Regions from separate parts of the Mus musculus genome. Here all the other regions are linked to region 2. Evidence: chromatin contacts called from public Hi-C and HiCAR-type data. All regions are on one chromosome and are shown on one strand. Each heading gives the region's core, a stretch centred on a gene start, on an enhancer-like site or on the middle of the called end of the contact. The rest is flanking DNA. Distances are from core to core; before and after follow the strand shown.

The links. A called contact is a pair of places that touch in the nucleus more often than the background predicts. HiCAR-type assays count read pairs that join an accessible place to other places.
Region 1: a Hi-C map of liver shows a contact between it and region 2, with 3 times the contacts expected there. The contact joins the enhancer-like site here to the promoter of Fam13a in region 2. A contact is called at or near these places in 1 of 39 promoter capture datasets (liver), 14 of 484 Hi-C or Micro-C datasets (brown adipocytes, cardiomyocytes, embryonic fibroblasts and 5 more), 5 of 115 datasets of contacts at active chromatin or transcription factors (embryonic stem cells, kidney and liver) and 2 of 9 other capture datasets (adipose tissue and pancreatic islet).
Region 3: a HiCAR-type map of kidney shows a contact between it and region 2, with 1.9 times the contacts expected there. The contact joins the enhancer-like site here to the promoter of Fam13a in region 2. A contact is called at or near these places in 3 of 484 Hi-C or Micro-C datasets (granulosa cells, olfactory sensory neurons and uterus), 4 of 115 datasets of contacts at active chromatin or transcription factors (cardiomyocytes, embryonic stem cells, kidney and 1 more) and 2 of 9 other capture datasets (adipose tissue and liver).

The regions. Positions count from the first base shown.
Region 1 is chr6:59,069,864-59,073,270 of GRCm38.p6, reverse strand. No RefSeq gene overlaps it. Among named protein-coding and RNA genes, the nearest start is that of Gm22367, 28 kb to the left of the region's middle. Within about 2 kb of position 1,405, at least 15 of the 459 cell types and tissues checked have an H3K27ac peak or open chromatin away from gene starts, as enhancers often do. A contact at or near this core is called in adipose tissue, brown adipocytes, kidney and 2 more, where this site is marked.
Region 2 is chr6:59,022,391-59,025,831 of GRCm38.p6, reverse strand. It overlaps Fam13a (family with sequence similarity 13, member A), which reads left to right and starts at 1,330. Exons shown (of 18, transcript NM_153574.2): 1 at 1,330-1,520. The coding sequence starts at 1,492. It overlaps Gm52905 (a long non-coding RNA gene), which reads right to left. Exons shown (of 2, transcript XR_003956447.1): 2 at 922-3,388.
Region 3 is chr6:58,987,072-58,990,428 of GRCm38.p6, reverse strand. Fam13a (family with sequence similarity 13, member A) reads left to right here. Exons shown (of 18, transcript NM_153574.2): 3 at 644-685; 4 at 3,097-3,273. The region is part of intron 2 of 8430415O14Rik (a long non-coding RNA gene); the gene reads right to left. Among named protein-coding and RNA genes, the nearest start is that of 8430415O14Rik, 24 kb to the right of the region's middle. Within about 2 kb of position 1,593, at least 3 of the 459 cell types and tissues checked have an H3K27ac peak or open chromatin away from gene starts, as enhancers often do. A contact at or near this core is called in kidney and olfactory sensory neurons, where this site is marked.

The DNA of each region.
Region 1 (3,407 bases), core at 156-2,655, 47 kb before region 2:
CACAGGAAAGCTGGGGACAGGACACACTTCGGGGGCATCTGGAGTGTGCAGCATTTTGAGAAAAAAAAAAAAAAAAAAAAAAAGGAGTTCAGTGGCGAAAGGCAAGACCCAGCAAATAATCCTTCAAATGAGAACACACTTCAGAGCCAGGGATATGTGTGTGTACCTAACAGCTGGTGCACTGAATAAGCCTTGCTAGATATATCAAATAGGTGGCCTGAATTGAGCTCATTTCAAAAGGGTGCAACCCAGAGTTAGTATAAACCTAAGGAATAAAGTCCCATAAGACTTCAGACACCAATCACATTCCAGGTTGTAACTTGCATGCAGCGCCAGCTGGCTTACATGTAGGATTTCCACACTCCTGTCCTCTCACCCCAACAACACTGTGTGGCTGAGAACTCTCACATGCACTTCACTTTGGTTCTCCAGTTCATTATAAAGGAAGCAACCCTGCAGCAGCTGGATGTAAGAAATGCAAAAGCCAAGATGCTGAGGAAGGACCAGGAATTTCCATGGCCTCCCAGTATGTCACTCTCCACATTGCTTCATTGGATTTGCAACTCAAAAACTCTGGAAACTGCACTCTGTCCCTTTTTACTGAGGTCTTACTAAATAATAGTGATTCATTCAACCGTTGTGGTTAAACACAATCTCCAAACTGTTCTCCCACTCTAGAGTTTAAAGGTCTCATCCTCCAGTCACCACACAGTTCTTTTGCTGAGCCTAGGAATTCTTGGATCTGTAAATAAATTATTATTATTATTATTATTATTATTATTATTATTATTATTAATCCTTCTGTCAGGTCTGTGAGACAACTGAAAACCAGATAACAAAGCCTATTTCCCAGATATGTCGACAGCTGTCTTTTTACACCCTAGAAACCCAGAAGGTTTTACTAACTTCCCTTTGTGTGTGCTGCTACAGAACGTGACCTTGTTTACGCACTCCTTCTGCCAAACACTCAGCTTAGCCAATGACCTTTAAATCCACAGTCCTGTTGCATTGATATTCAGCCAGAGGAACATGTGATTAGTCCAAAGTTAGCTTGAGCTGTGTTTAAGCCACATATATTTTTGATCTAAAAATTTTGATTCCACAAGAACTATCAAAAATACCTTTGATTTCAGCATTCTCAGCTACTTAATCAGCAAGAAGATGTACTGGCTCATATGTCTGAAATCCTGAAAATATCATGAACTTTTCATCATTTTGCTTTGATGCTGTGTTGACTTCATTTTAGACCAACTTGTTTTCTAATTCCAGGTGGCTGCCAGGGGTTCCTATGGCAGTATTCCAGTAAATGAGAACTGAAGACTCTGAAATCTTACTACTTAGTGATGGCTGACCGGCTAACCTGCCTGTGTTCAGGGGTGTTGGCTGAAGGCATAAGACTGCTGACTCGGATTTGCACAATTCACTAGTCACAGCGACAGCACAGGCTGGCACTTTATGTGGTGTTTCCTTATACCCAGTAGTGATTCAGAGGAGGCTGGGTAACTCCATCTGGGACAAGCTGTGCTACAGGAAGCAAACCCCTCACCTGGAGAACCTGAATCTTTCATAACTTGTGTTGAGCATGGACTGACCGTCACTCCCAAGGGAGACTATTTTTGTCTTAAGGGCTATTAGGTAAAGAAGTCTTTAAATAATCTCCTGATTATTTAAACTCAACTGAAAGGTAGAAAAAGAAATAGCCAAAATAATATTAAACTGACATGCACACAATAGAAGTGATGGCTCCCAGTCCATGCCAGGGGACTTCAAAGAAGGCCTTGGGAGATGACTGTGTGAAGTGTATGTTGGTGGAGATTCATTGTACGTTTCCTTAATCTGTTTCTAAATCAGACCAGGCTGTGCTGTGAGTTATTGATCCTTATAACCTAGAGTCTGGCATATTATTAGCATAGCTAGTTTGTTGAATGAATGAATAATGTTTCTGTAAATCTATTACCACATTATATTCCAATCTTTACTTTTATAAACTTGTTCTTAAATATAATTTTATTTTATTCTCATCTTGAGATTTATACTCAACAAAAAATGTAGTTTAACTTTTTTCTGGTTCATGTTAAAATACTTTGTATGGTTTAGGGCTGAGAGTGTAGCTCTTAGAGTGCTTACCTAGCATCCAAAAGGCCCTGGGTTTGATTCTCAGTACTACCTAAAACTGGATGTGATGGTGTATGGAGTTGGATGGGTAGGGAGGTAGGGAAAATTCTGAAGAAGTTGAAGAAGTTGAAAGAATATGCTCAAAATATACTGTGTACAAAATTGTGTAATAAAATTTTTAAAAATAAAATAAAACAGGAAAAATAGTTTTTCTTTTTTTCCTCCGCTGATTTTTGCACAGACATCCTGGAAGAATTATGACAGGACAAGGCAGCCAATGCCTCCACTCAATTCAGAAAGCCTCTCACCTAGCACTGTTTCCTAGCATATAACAAGTTGAACAGAGCAATCTCTGGTTCATCCTAGATATAGTCACTGGAGCAACTGCTATGGATAGCAGACAGTGAACTTCATTACTGGTTACTCTTTGTCAACTTGACACAAACAAGAGTCAGCTGAGAAGAGTGAACATCAGTTGATAATTCCCTCCATCAGATTGGCTTCTAGGCATATCTGTGGAACATTTTATTGATTGATAATTGATGTGGGAAGAACAAGCCCACTGGGTGTTGCCACCTCTGGGCAGGTGACTCTGGGTTGTATAACTCAGCAGGCTGAGCAAACCATGAAAATCAGTCAGTAAGCAGCTTTCCTCATGACTTTTACCTCACCTCCTACTTGAGTTTCTGCCCTTGCTCTGTCAATGATGGACTATGATCATGACATTTAAACCAAATAAGCCCTTTCTTCCCTAAGTTGCTTTTGGTTGTGGTATTTATGACAACAACAGATACCAAACTAGAAATATAGATTACTTGATTCACCTCTACAGCCACAGAGGTAGTCATCCTTGGAAACTCCATGCAGGTCCAAATTTGGGGCATTAAGACACAAGAAGGGATGTGGGAATTGCAGAGGCAACAGACAATTGCTGGCCATTAGTAAGAAACATTTGTATTTAGTGGGTATCAGGCTTAGAAGATGAAGTAACTGTAATTTCTGGTGGTATAGGTTTCTTTTTTTTTAACTAAGATTAGTGTTTAGAGCAATTCCACCCAGGAAATCCACTGATGTCATCCTACCCTTTCCTTCGCATGATGGATGAAGTAATTACTACAAAGTGCTCTGAGGCACAGATAATCATTTAGCACAGTCTGTATTGCCTTTAACAGTTTGAATACAACCTAGTTTTTCAGCCTCAACTCTTTCTACCACCTTTCATTCTCTTCTACATATGGCTGGTTCAGATTTTCTATTGTCCTCCTATTTGCAGAACTTATAAATATCCTATG
Region 2 (3,441 bases), core at 81-2,580:
AGAGGGCAGGAACCTAGAAGCAGGAGCTGATGCAGAACCTGTGGACCAATGCTGCTTACTGGCCTGCTCATCGTGACATGCTTACCTCGATTTGTTATAGAACACAGGACCACCAGCCCAGGGTGGCACCATCCACAATGGCCCTCCCCGTCCAGTTACTAATTAAGAAAAAGGTCTTAAAAGCTATTCTCAATTGAGATTCTTTCCTTCTATGTAACTCTAGCTTGTATCAGGTTAATGCGAAAGTAGGCTGTGTTAGAACTTATTAAATTTGCATAATATGAAATAAATTGTACAAGATGTGTTTCTTGCATTGTATGAAGCCTGTGAACTACAATTACTTCCCTAGAAATAGTGAGTGGCCCTGAAGAAATTACAGGGGCTGGAGAACTGGCTGCTCTTCTGGAGGACCCAGGTTTGGTTCCCAGCATGGCCACTTAGCCATCTGTAACTCTAGTTCCAGAGGATTCAATGCCCTCTTCTGGCCCCCTTAGGCAACAGTCACACATGCCATGCAGATGCAGGCAAACACACACACACACACACACACACACACACACACATATGTGAGATACAAAATAATAAAAGATCATTTACAAGCACTTAGAAAATCTTATTGGAAAAATTGGTTTTGTAAAATATAAGAATATATAATAAGAAACAAATCTCTTCCAAGTGCAGTTGACATTTTGGGTAGAATGTAAAAACAACAAACAGAAGGGCCACACCAGTAGATGTTTTGATCTCCTGAAGACCTGAATCCAGTTAGGGCACCTTGTCCTCTTCCCCTTGAGTGATGTCACCAGGAACTGCTCACAACCTAGTGTAAATAAGTATCTGGGGAAGAAACTGTGGGTAGGGCAAGGGTTCAGGTATTTCGTCAGGAAAAGCCTAGAACAATCTGGAAAAGCTTTCTCTGGCTACTGTTTGGGTAGTTTTTATTTGTTTATTTATTTTAGAAAAAAACAAGGTGCAGTCCAACTTGGGCCTCAAAGAAACGGGACCTTAAGGGACGCTGTCTGTCCTTGACACTGCATTTCCTTGCTGGCTTTTCTTGCACTTTGAGCCATGCAGGATTGGGCTCCTCTGCAGTTATTGGTTGCTCTTCACAGACTGACAGACTTGTCTGGAACCTCTCAGAGGAAAGTTTCAGGTTGCTGGGGCTTGCCAAGCCCACTAAGCAGCGAGCAGAGCAAAGTGGGGTGGGGACAGAAGGAGGAGCGGGAGAAGCGGGAGGAGGATCAGGAGGAGGAGCAGCCTTTCACACTCCACTGCTCCGCCTCTGATTGGCTCTGGGTTTCAGCTGCTTCGCTGGAACAAAAGGTCAAAGTGGACTGCAGTGTAAATGTGGAGGCAGCCGATAAATATCCTTGCCTGCAGCTGGAGGTGGAGAGGCAGTGTCAGCTGCAGCAGGTTGTGTGTTCCGCGGGTCCTGCACACAGGGCTTGACTGGAAGGCACTCGGGGATCCCGTGCAGATTCGCACACGAGGATGGCTTGTGAAATCATGCCGCTGCGAAGGTAGTGTTCTCTGCTTCTTATGCTGTTTGGTATTTTCTGGGCAGCGTACTTGGCCAGTGCTCTCGGCATCATTAGTAACAGGCTGCAAACCTTGCAGTCTGTTCTGCACAGTGCTCTTTCCTCAGACCAGATAGAAACATTTAAATAGCGCACTTCTCTTTCACTGACACTTTTGTGTAGTTGCTCATGATTATTGGGTTCAGCTATACCTTCTTTTAAGGGAAGTGTATTTAAGACAATACCTCTGCAAACCGAAGCAAAGCAAACTGAATGGGCTTCCTGGGTCTCCAGGCTGTTAGAGCTCATAGATGGATCTGATTCTCTGCTCTCTAGGCAAGGACTTTCTTCAAGTATATTGTAGTTATCGGAATAAAGGTTGAGAACAATGTTTTTCCTTGAATAATTCTAGGTAGATTGGTTACCCAAATGACGCTTGGAAAAAAATAACAAAACAAAAACAAAAACCAAAAAGGAAAAAAAAAATGCTGTGTAAGAGTGATAGAGCACAGGGTTCTGGCTTTGCTTTTGAGGACTGTGATGGGGGCAGGGGGTGGGGTGTCTCTCTGAGTCCTATAGAAATAAATAAAGGTAACTAACTGTACATAGCCCTGGCTGTTAGGAAGCACACTGCTGGTGAAGTAGACCCGAGTGCTGAGTGCTGTGTGTTAAAGCCACTACAGAAATCACTGAGTCCTGTCCCCACAGAAAGTCTGAGCCGCCCAAGGTCACAGTTCATAGTTTAAAAACTGACTTGTGCTAATCATATGGTTACATCTGAATTGCAATTACTTAGTGATAGTGACATTTGACTTCATATATATGTTTCATTTACAGTTTTCTATGGAAAATGGTATTGTCAAAAATCAGACAGTAATGGCAATTTATTGAAAATACTTAGATGAAATGAATTTACTGAAAAGAAACAATCCCATGTATATTTTGTTTGTGCTTTAGCAACAGAAATATGATTTTAAAAGTGTATCATTTTTGGTAAAGAGATTCCTTCAGGCTGGCTGTGGTGAGAGCCAGTGTGGTTGTTTTTCTTTTGCTGTCCTGACATGTCCACTGTAATAGGAACTTGATGTGGTGTTCAGAGTACCTTATCAGAGAATTGATACTTAATGTAGAAGAAAGTGCTGTGTAGAGTAATCTATAATTCTACATTGATTTGGTGGAAAAGTCCCCATGCTTGAAATTTCTAAGAGAACAAAACTAATGTACACTTTTTGGAGTTTTAATATCTAATTGTTAGGTTGGGAACTTTTGTCCTTCCAATGATGTCGGTCCTCAAGATCTCTAAGCAGGTCATGTTTTAGATAAAAAGTATTGGCCATTACTAAGCCCTGTTGTAGCTACACAAAAATAGAATGCCTGCTATGTAGAGCAAAAATGACCATGTGAGTTCCTGAAAACTATTTTACATTGTTGGTCGCTATAGTGAAACTAGAAATCTCAGTGTGCATTGCAGAATGCTGAGTCATGACTTTTGTCTCTCTGGTCACTCCTCACCAGCTCACTGTGCACTCAATGTCCCCTTACTTCCAAGCCCCATGGCAGGGATGATTGATCCCCTGGCAATCTTCACTTGCAGTTTATTTCTGCTTTTGATTATACACTTCTTGAAGACAACGGCCAGGTGTGTATGATGAGGCTTTCTGCACAGAGGTCCCTTGTGAGTCTAAGTGTTTATGCCGAATCGCTCATGATCTTGCAGGGTGTCTCTCTTCAGATCTCAGGCCAATGTCTTTGGCTGTTGTTCTCCATGTTTGTTATAGAAATGATCCCCATTGCTGAGGATCCCATCCTCAAGCTCCCAAAGGAGAGAGTTTATAGACTCGTGCAAGGTTTCAGTGCCAGAGTGCTTGAAACTGAATTGAAATAAATAGGTAAAATATTAGCTTTAAACAAGAAGTAAAGCAAT
Region 3 (3,357 bases), core at 344-2,843, 36 kb after region 2:
TGTGAGCATGGAGCTTCTCTAGGTAGAAGGAAGCTCTGACAGGTGCACATCAGGGCATGGAATATGTTTTAATTATCCTAAAAGAGTCGGGCTTTTTTAGAAAATAGAAGAAGTTTATATACATTCAGCCAAAGGTACTAAACCACTTGTTAACAATGAGCTGTCACTTGAGAATTTCCATCTTGAATGTTGGGAGGAAAATGCGCTGTGGAAAACTCAAGTTGGAAATGGCTATGTAGGAAGTTGTGCTGTTCCTTGGTCTCTGTCCCCTCCGGTCCCTGCTGACCTCCATGAGTTCTGAGCAGATTTAGAAACATGCCTGTGCTTGCAGGGCTTGGACAACAGGTGGTAGAAAAGACAATCGGCAGCCATCGCACTAGCATGGCAAAGGAAGGAGAAGGCCACCAGGCCTGGCTGCACCACCAGCCTTAGAGCTAGAAGCTGTTTTCTAAGGTCAGTGTTTAAAGAAGTAAACAAGCCCCTCTATGTGCTACACAGTGGAAGTACTCCTGTCATGGTGGCGATCATCAAGGATGACATGGGACCTGGCTCATTCTTCCATACAGGCATCCCTTCAGATGATGGTTCATCATCTCTGACCCCTCAGCCAACCTGATTTTCTCTCTCTCTGCTCTTTTTACAGTGCTCATGTATCCCAAGTCAGCAATGTTTCAACAACTGGAGAGTAAGTCCTTTGTCTTTATATTGAACAATATTTTATGCCTTTTCCCATTTATTAATAAAAAAAGCAAATTCTAATGTTGTGTTGAATTGGAAGATTAAGATAATATACAACCAGTGATCTTTAAGCTGCTCATATCCAGAAAGTAGGCATGTCTGTCATTATACACAATCCCCCTTCCCCATTTGAAACCACCAACTAGATTCTTTGTTAGTCTTGCTGTGTGTATTAGATTAGCCTTAGTTTACTCTGTACTCCAGACTGGCCTTTAATTCGCAATTTTCCTGCCTATGCCCCAGTGCTAGGGTAACAGGTGTATTTTCCACTATGCCTGGCACTACTAGCTTTTTGTTTATTTTAATAAAAGCCATGTCAGGGTTAGTTAATGTTTGCAAAGCTGACTCTGTTCCCTGGAGGCATCTTGCCATGGGAAAAAAAATAAGTAAAGGCTAAAGCATTAACCATGACTTTCCTTCCCACTTCGTTCGTTTATTGAGGACCTACAGTGTACCACACACAGTGTTGAGTGTGTGATATTGAATGAGCCTTGGCTCTACCTTCATGGCTATTTTGCAGTCCTTTTAATTTTGTTGTTATAGGGATGTAGAAAAGAAAGCAAAGGCCTGGTAGCACCGAGTCCTTTCTCCTCACAGCCGTGGCTGTCCTGGGTTACTTATATCTGGCACATGCTTTCTTCCCTCAGAGGCTTCCAGGTACATGCAGGCTAAGCACAGCCCTGTTTTGTGCCCTGCCCTGGTCTGGGACTTCTACACTTGCTTGTCTCTCTGACCACATTGTGCTTTCTTATTTGGGCGCTTGACTTTCTGTTCCTGAGATAGCCCTTGGCTGGGCCCTGCCCAGCCAGCACTTTCATGTTTTGGTTCATTCCTTCTAGGAATCACTTCCTGGCTCACTACCAGACAGCACACTGCCACACTGTTCCCTCTGCCCTGTTCTATGGAAGTACAAACTCTGCTAACACAGGATCTTTTCTGTCATGTTTGTGGTTATCTCCCTGGTGCCATGAAACTTGTATTAGGCACTATCTGGGTATTTTTCACTTCACTAGATGAATCTGACCAAAAGCCTTTCTGTCTCCCCTACTGTTTTCTTCTTCTTCTGAGATACTGGAAACCTTTTCATAGCATCTTCCCTGGGCAATAATCAAATGTTAGGGACCAGGAAGGTGTGGTCTGGAGGAAAGAACATAAAGAAGAAGAAGCGGGATCTCAAATGATGGAGTTGGGATCTTTCTGTTAGTTGAGGAAGCAAACAAGGCAGAACTAACGTTCCTTGGCTTCATCAGATGTAAAGATTCCAGAACTGAACCAAGATGGGCATGTTCTCACCTTGTTGTGTCTGATAATCTTTCTTCATGTAGTTGGTAACACTGTAATTGCTCAGTATTTGATGCTAATATATTTACATTCTCCTACACCAGTTAGTCAATAGGGACACAGAAAACAGAAGTCACAGTGAACACCTCAATTAGGTTATGCTTGCCCCTTGTCTTCAAATAATTTTTATAAAATATCTTAATAAAATTAAGAAACATTTAGTCAAACTGTGCCTATCTGGAAAACTTTAAGTTGAAGTTTGGAAGGACTATTTGATGAAACGAGGGCTGGTGATATCATAAGATTGTAAGTTTGAGACTTGCCTGCTCTATGTAGCAAAACTGTCTCAAAATATAACAAACAAAAACCATGTTATTTAAAGAAAGTTACTCTTTTCTAGATACTTTTTAAAAAGTGTGAATCTTTTCCAAGTAAAGAAAAGCCTGCTTTGATGAGTATAAATTAAGAAATTTCCATTCAGAATTAAACTGAATGGCAGTTGATTACTTAGATATACTGAAAGGCTCTGCCACTGTAAACTGGCACATTTGTGAGAGTCAGGTAGAGGAGTGTCAATGGGCAAAGTGATATAATTTGGATTTGACATTTTAGTTCAAAACATACCACTAAGTTAATGAAGCAATCAAGATTACCAATGATTGCCCTTAAAATAAACCCACATTCAGAAGTATCTGTTTCCCACTATTTAGTAATACATTAGCAAAGGCCGAATGGTATGTTGATCTAAAAATATTTGTATATTGCATTTTTTTAAAAAATGACTTAAATTAGAGCAGTTTATTTGTCTTGCTTTGTAAATTTATTAAAATTACTTAAAGACAAGGGGAAAGTATAGCCTAAGTGAAGTGGTGACTGTGACTTTCATTTTCTATGTCCCAATCCAGAGAATGTAAATATGTTAGCATCAAATACAGAACAACCTACAGTGTTATCTACTACACAAGGAAAGATTATCAGACACCACAAGGCAAGAACATGCCCATGTTGGCACTGTTTTCGCCCGTTGTGCTTAGTAACTTTGATTGCTTCATTAACTTGTTATTTGTTTTTAACTAGACTCTTAGAAAGAACCATCAGGTCAGCAGTAGAAGAGCATCTTTTTGATGTCAGCAACGCTGGAGACCAAAGTTCAGAGGACTCAGAACCCGGACCATCTTCAGCATCTTCTATACCCACCAGGCAGCGAGGGCATCAATTTAAGAAGCAGGATGATGTCTGGCATGGTTGCGACAAGTAAGATATCATAAATTATTACTAAAATCTCTATTGAGATTCTCTGTTTAAAGTCAGTCAGTATACTACAGTTATAACTGCTCC